Linked DNA regions of Hordeum vulgare: region 2 is linked to region 1. A link is a contact called in public Hi-C data. All regions are on one chromosome and are shown on one strand. The core of a region is the stretch at or near the end of the contact, and the rest is flanking DNA. Distances in the headings are between cores, read along the strand shown.

Region 1 (3,687 bases), core at 530-3,029:
TAGGATCGATGGATGGTTTGTTAGTGTGTGTGCCCATGTGTAAACTTTTGTCCTCCCTCTCTTAGTACTTTTGTATATGTACTGCCCGAATGGAAGGAATAATACAATCTATTTTGAGCTCAACCTCTTAATCTAACACCTCGCCAAACAAATGTTCAAGGAATTTACTAGGTTTCTTTCATAGACAAGCTTTCGCTGATGTAATACAGGCGCGGCTGTGCCTTTTTTTTTTTTTTTTTTTTGCCTTTTTTGAGAAATCGACTACGCCTTACTTATACCGAGGCAGAAGCCAGCCTCGTGTGAGCCCATAGGAGCTGCTGATTGCCCATATGGACCTGGTTTCATGGTCTCATAGCAATTACATTTTTCTTTTTTACTTCTCCATTTTTATTTTTTACATAAATCAATATATTTTCAAAGCAAAAATTTAATTAATTTTTAAAAAGTTGAAACAAAATAATAAAATCTCAAACTTAAAAAAAGTTTTATATAACTGTTTTCAAATCATGTGGTTTAGAAAAAACTGCCATTAAAAAATGTACCCTCATATTTTGGATAAAATTACTGTGTATTTGTGAAAAATTAATCATGTATTTGTAAAGTGTTAAAAGTGTATAAAAATAATTTTTATATGTATAAAACACAATGTACAGTGTGATGAAAAAGAATAGACCGCAAAACATGTATTTTTGAAATGCGAATATGTATGGAAAAAATGTTAAATGTGTATCAACATAATGCTTCTGATGTTATAGCAGACGTATAAATATTTATATTTTTTATTAACTAAATATTTAGAAATAAAATGTTAATCTTGTTTTTGAAAAATGATAAATAATATGAACATAATGTTTCAGATGTATACAAAAACTGTATAAATGTGCATGAACAAGAATAGATGTCTAAGCATGTATCTGAAAGAAAATGTTAAGCGTGTATCATATCTATTCTTGTTCATCTATCTAGAAAAAAAATGTTAATTGTGTATTGATATCTATTCCTTTTCTTGTGTGTACTATGCTGGAAATAGAATAGATATAAATACACGCTTAATATTTCTTTCTTGGTTTATCCTGTTTTTATATCAAGAAAGAAATGAAGAAAACTAATGAGGAAACAAAGAAAATAGAGAAAACCAATGACGAAAAAAAATTAAACAACGCACAAAAATTAATACAACAACCGACGAACCACCCGTGAGCAAGCATCTATGATCGAAGACCTAGCAAATGAAAATACACAGACTAAAAGGGGCGGCCTAGTATCCTTGCGTGGGACAAAAACCAGCAACGAAACAAATGATACTCTTGCTGTAAGAGAGATATAGTTCTCGTGGCGTATTACAGTCCAGCAGGACTAAATGCGTGCTTGGATTGCAGTAATGCTAGACGTACGGGCTCTCTACGGAAGATTTACAGGCTCGCTGGTTGTGACTGGTTGGAACTTGATTAAGGAGGACGGTCCCACCAATGAAAATCAGGGAGGGGCAATTAGATTAGGCCGCGTTAGCATCCCGTAAAAGTCTGTTAGAACCTGTCTGTATCTTTAGCATTTTTGCTTGGATTGGGTGTATTTAAATAGTCTGCATTTAATTTACAAGTGTAACTTACAGGGCGAGTAGTGATTCCTGCCTGAAAGCAAAACGACGGAAGGAGACCTGTATTATTTACACGTGTATTGCTAAGGAAGACGACATTTCAAGCATGGCCTAAGTATAATTAGGCCGGTTTTGTAGCCCATTGCAGAGAAAAAGAAGAAGAGGCTGGTCGAGTACGTGACAGCTATACACCGCCTGTTATGGCAAATTATCGGGGATTCACAAAGCGTAAGGTTGCTAACATTGGGAGATGGGCCGGTCCAATTCTGGCGAGCCGGGTTCTTTGTCTTTTTCGGTTTCTTTTTCTAACTGTTTTTGGTTTTTTATTTTTTATTCGTCTTTTCTTTGCCTTCCACTTTTTATTTTATTCTCACTTTTATATTTCAACGGTTCTTCAGAAAATTCTAAAACTGTTGGTATTTTAAAAACTTTGTTCGTTTTTTCAAAAATGTATCTGTTTTGAAATTTTATTCACAAATTACAAAGAATTTAGAATTTTAATTTTACTTTTTCTAATATACAATAAATGTTCAAAAATTCAGAAAATAAAGAATTCCAAATTAAAAAATATTTTCATTTTAGTTTTTGTTCAGAAATTCAGAAAACAATTGGTAATTTCAAAAAATGTACGCACTTCCAAAATTTGTTAACAAATTCAAAACTAATTCACCTTTTAGTTTTCAAATTTTTTTCAGAAAATAACAAATTGTTCCGCGGATCTCAACAAATGTTCACCTTTAAATATTTGTTCACAAATTTAGAAAATGTACTAGAATTTCACTTTCCAAATATGTTCACAAATAAATAAAGCCATGTATATAAAATGTTTTCACCAATTCAAAGGAATTCAGGAATGTTCACAGATTTTGAAAATAATTTCAAATTTTCTTAGAAATAACCAAAAAAAAAAATTCAACATATTAAAAAATAGATCGAAAATTCCCGAATTTGTTGCAGAAACTTTTCAAACATTCAGTTTTTAAAAAATATCTGCAAAGTTAAAAACAGTTAAAAAAAACCTATTCACCGCCTGTTACGGCAAATTATCAGGGATTCGCAAAGGGTAAGGTTGCTAACATTGGGAGATGGGCCGGTCCAATTCTGGCGAGCCAGATTCTTTGTCTTTTTCAGGTTCTTTTTTTAACTGTTTTTGGTTTTTTATTTTTTATTCTTCTTTTCTTTGCCTTCCACTTTTTATTTTATTCTTACTTTTATATTTCAACGAATCTTCAAAATTTTTAAAACTGTTGGTACTTTAAAAACGTTGTTCGTTTTTTCAAAAACGTATCTGTTTTGAAATTTTATTCACAAATTCCATAGAATTTAGAATTTTAATTTACTTTTTCTAATATACAAAAAATGTTCAAAAATTCAGAAAATATAGAATTTCAAATTAAAAAATATTTTCAACTTAGTTTTTGTTCATAAATTCAGAAAACAATTGGGAATTTGTTCAACATATTAAAAAATAGATCGAAAATTCCGGAATTTGTTGCAGAATTATTCAAAAATTCAGTTTTTAAAAAATATCAGCAAATTTCAAAATTGTGTTCAACTTTTCCAGAAATTATTTGTAATCGAAAAAAATGTTCTAAATATGAATATTTGTTCAATTTGAAACTAAGTTCAAGTTGGAAAATTGTTCTTGCTTTTAGAAAATGTTCCAAATTTTAAAATAATTCTCATTTTTCAACACTGTTCCAAAATTTTAAAAATAGTCTGGATTTTCAGAAAATGTTTTTATGTTCAGAAAAATGTTGCGAATGCTTTTGTTCAAAAGTATCATAAATTTCAGAAAATGTTTCGGCTTTAACAAAAATGTCCCCATTTTAGAAAGTTGTTCGCATATTTGAGTTCTCTGAAATTTTCAATTTATCAGCAAATTGTTTATTTTTCAAACTGCTGAAAAATGATTTTTTTTTTTTTGTCTTTTTGATTTTTTTTTTGAAAATATGTACATTTTTTGTAAAAATTGTGAAAAATTAGAAAGAACATTCCAAGCAAAATTTCTCATGGAAGAACATCTTTTGAAATTCCGAACATTTTATAAAAATAAATATAGTTTAAAAAAGTGAATATTTATCGGAATT
Region 2 (3,687 bases), core at 839-3,338, 180 kb after region 1:
ACCACCATCTTCATATAGTGGTCGCCATTGCTATTGTCGTTGCTTGGGTAGTGGTCGCCATCGCCATCGCCATTGCCACCACCATGGCGGAAGCCACCACCTCCATCTCCTTGACCCTTCTGCCCACGGTACCACGTGGGTGGGCCACCACGGTTACGGGAAGCAGCATTAGCCGATGATTTGAAGCCCCCCTCCCTGGAATATCTCCACTCATTGATCGAATGTGGCCACCATACCCAAGAGTTCCTCGACGGTGATAGGTTTGACGCGCACATCAGGAGCACAAATAATTGGTTGATAGTCCATGTCCAAGCCGGATATGATATGAGAGTCAAGTTCTTCCTCGGAGATGGGTTTACCTGCTACAGCCATCTCATGGCCAGGCCACGCATGTACCTGAAATAAACAACAACAGATTGGGATGCTTTTGGGTTATGGTGAGGGAGATGCAGACATGGTTGACTTTGGAGCAAGATTGGGCAGAGAACATGTTGGCGAGTGCGGTCCATATGGCGTGGGAGGTTTCAAGGGTAGTCTCTTGGACTAGTACCTCCTTGTAGAGGTTGCGGAGCAGGTAGGGTATGATCTGTTGATCCTGGATCAACTAAAGGCGCATAAGCAGGGTTCAGGACAACCTGATCTTTGCCCTTGGCGGTTTTGGTAGCTAGGGTTTTGGATGGTTCGGCTATTGATTTGTCGATGTACCCAAAGAGACCGGCTCCCATGATCTGGAAGTGGGCTTGAGCACGCCAAAGGATGTAAATGGATCTGGTGAGGGGTTTTGGAACATTGTTACTTAGGCCAGAGGAAGCAACGAAGTTGGAAGTTGACACAATCGACTTGGAGGTCAGGATCGGGATGGTGTGGAGGATAGCTAGACAAGGTGGAAGAGAATTGCTCGGATTACCATGTGAGAATTTGTGGAAGCATTCCTACTCTCCAAATAGGGAGAATCGTGTGTATATATATTGATATGAGCGAGAGGGAGAGGTCTTGTGGCCTTTACAAGATACGGTAGTTGAAGCTACCGAGAGAGATTACATCGGGTGGTAGAGATACCACAGAATAAAGGAAAAACGTTTAAGAAGTTTAATTCTATCTCTAACAACCTAACTTGCCATACAAGATTATGTTTAACATTCTTATCTTTTTATCTACAATTTATGCATGACAGTTTTTTTTAAACGGAGGTAAAAAGATGTAAATGAGAAGGATAGAGTTTTTGGAATGTTATAAGACCTGACCCAACACGGCCTGACAATTACTCGCTTAGGCTGGTTGTAATGGAGAGTATCATATAGTAGTATTATTTGTGTAGTATCATGCAAATGATACTGCTATATGATACTACATCCGTAATGATAGTATCATGTGCTAGTATCATAGAACAGTTCATTTATCGTCATGCATGACACATAGTAGCACAGCATTTAATATGATATGATATCATAATATGATACTCAACTCTTTTTTTTCATTTAATTTCATGTCACCTCATCAAATATGTCTAGTTAGCATGCATGATACTACTTATGATACTCCTATTACGACCAACCTTATTATATTTTTCTCGTGGTTTGACTTCCAGTAGAAATCCTGGATACGTGGCATCCTGATTCCTACATATTTTCTATTTCTTTGTTTTGAATTTATGTGTTCCAAACGGGGCACCTAATTGATTAGTGGCATCCTGATTCCTACGTATTTTTTATTTCTTTGTTTTGAATTTATGTGTTCCAAACGGGGGACCTAATTAATTAGCACCTCTTTTCAACCGCGCCACTTGAAAATCCAGAACTTGGTGACGACTCACGTCTACCATCTACTGATTTGTGATTTCACGGCGCGTCATGCTTCAGACTTTAGCGTTTGCAGAGGCAACTGCAGGGGCATCTATGACATCAGATGCGTATGTAGCCATAGACAGAGGAATAGTTTGAGCAGGTATGCGTAGCAGCCTAGCAGCATCCCCGCCGAATTCCCAACGCAGGCGCTAGAAATCTAGAATGCTTGTTGCGTGACGCTGCTGAGTTGGATCGAGCATGGGCCGCCGATGGGGCGAAGGGCGGCTCCATTGGTCGTTGGTGGTCACTCAAATCGCCAGACCACACCTCCTCCAGAATTAAACATCACTGTCGACCTGTCTCCCTGTGTATTTGCCCTTTTGTTACCGGCCATCGCCATCAACTTTTCTCCATGGTGCTCGGTTGCACTTCCTCCTCTAGGCTAAAACAAACACGATCTTGTAGGCTCTAGCCAAGATATCTATCTCCAATTTCCACTCAGCAGTAAAAAGAACTGTTGGCCGCTGCTGAATAGCCCACGAGTGTACGTTCAGGCGGAGCTAAAACCTGACAGAAAGGAAGGAAGGGGCTGAACGAAAGCGTGCTCCGTTCATGCACCTGTCAAGGTGTCACACCAGATCAATCGACGGGATGGAAGACCAGCCTCCAACGCCCGACCACGCCTGCCCTACCGGCGCTACGTCGTCGCGGTCGCGTGCCCGGTCACGCGAACCCTAGCTAACTAACCTCTGAAGCATATCTGGATCTGTTTGCATGGATGAAGATAACACGCCAGACGATTCATAAACCTCATTGTAGGTGACATCAACCGGACTGTGCACCGACCGGGACATGCATACACGTCGAGTTCACGAGGGACTTGGATTGGACGGAGGCACGCCCAACGTCCGTCCGTTCCATGATCCCATGAATGCTCCTGCCAGACCTAATATCTCTCCCGTCCTTGCTTGCATGCATGACAAACCGCATACCGGCCTATCACGAGAACGACGTACGCGCGCCGTATTCACGACGGGAGCTGGAGGCAGCTGGAGGCCCTCTCTGTCGTCGACCAATTCCGTTGGCCTCGAACAGTAGTATCGCTAGTGGTCGCCGTGAAATCGCCAGCACTGTCCGAAAGGGAAGCGTGGGAGAACCGTGGGGAGCTCAATTTTGAGGAGGGTGGTGAGCTGATGAAGATAATGCTGGGAGAATTTTCGAATTGTTGGCGCATCCGTTTTTTGTTTATTGGTCGAGTGTCGTGGCGAGGCGAGTTGATGCGTTGATGGGAACGTTGGGATGGACGGGCAGACACGGTGCACTGTGCATACGCGACTCGGAATAAGTGTATGGTCGCACATGAATACACCGCGCTTTCTTTGTTTTTGGATTTATTTATATTGGAATGACCAGAAAAAGATATTCTATAATCTGGATAAGCACGTGAGTAAACCAACTGTTTTCTAGGGGAAAGTAAACCAACTGTTATATTGCTGTGTACCGTATGATGTAAGAGTTTAAAAAAATTGTAATCTATTCATGAACTTTCAAGATAATACAAAGAACATATAAAATAGAAATACACCGAGATTCATATACCGCCCAGTGACGATTACAAGCACAGGAGGTTGAAGCAAGCTGAAGGTATTGTATAGTCGGCATAAGCACACGAGTAAATTAACTATTACATTCCTGCAAACTGTACAACAGAAGAGTTCAGGAGGAGAAGAAGCTTAAAAATGATGAAAGTATATATATTCCTTTTTTTCTTAAATATAGTACAAACATATATGCTAACATGCACTCACATCTATAAATGCACACCTCTTGAGTTGGTTTCATCACTAGAAATCAAACGATATGAGCCATGCCGAGTTCGCAATATCTTCTTAAATATATATGA

What was found. A called contact is a pair of places that touch in the nucleus more often than the background predicts.
Region 2: a contact with region 1 is called in a Hi-C map of leaf, with 2.0 times the contacts expected there. The contact joins two enhancer-like sites. A contact is called at or near these places in 2 of 6 Hi-C or Micro-C datasets (leaf and seedling).

What each region holds. Positions count from the first base shown.
Region 1 is chr7H:572,353,027-572,356,713 of MorexV3_pseudomolecules_assembly, forward strand. No RefSeq gene overlaps it. Among protein-coding and RNA genes, the nearest start is that of LOC123409336, 62 kb to the left of the region's middle. Within about 2 kb of position 1,780, at least 2 of the 3 cell types and tissues checked have open chromatin away from gene starts, as enhancers often do. A contact at or near this core is called in leaf, where this site is marked.
Region 2 is chr7H:572,531,968-572,535,654 of MorexV3_pseudomolecules_assembly, forward strand. No RefSeq gene overlaps it. Among protein-coding and RNA genes, the nearest start is that of LOC123408860, 31 kb to the right of the region's middle. Within about 2 kb of position 2,089, at least 2 of the 3 cell types and tissues checked have open chromatin away from gene starts, as enhancers often do. A contact at or near this core is called in leaf, where this site is marked.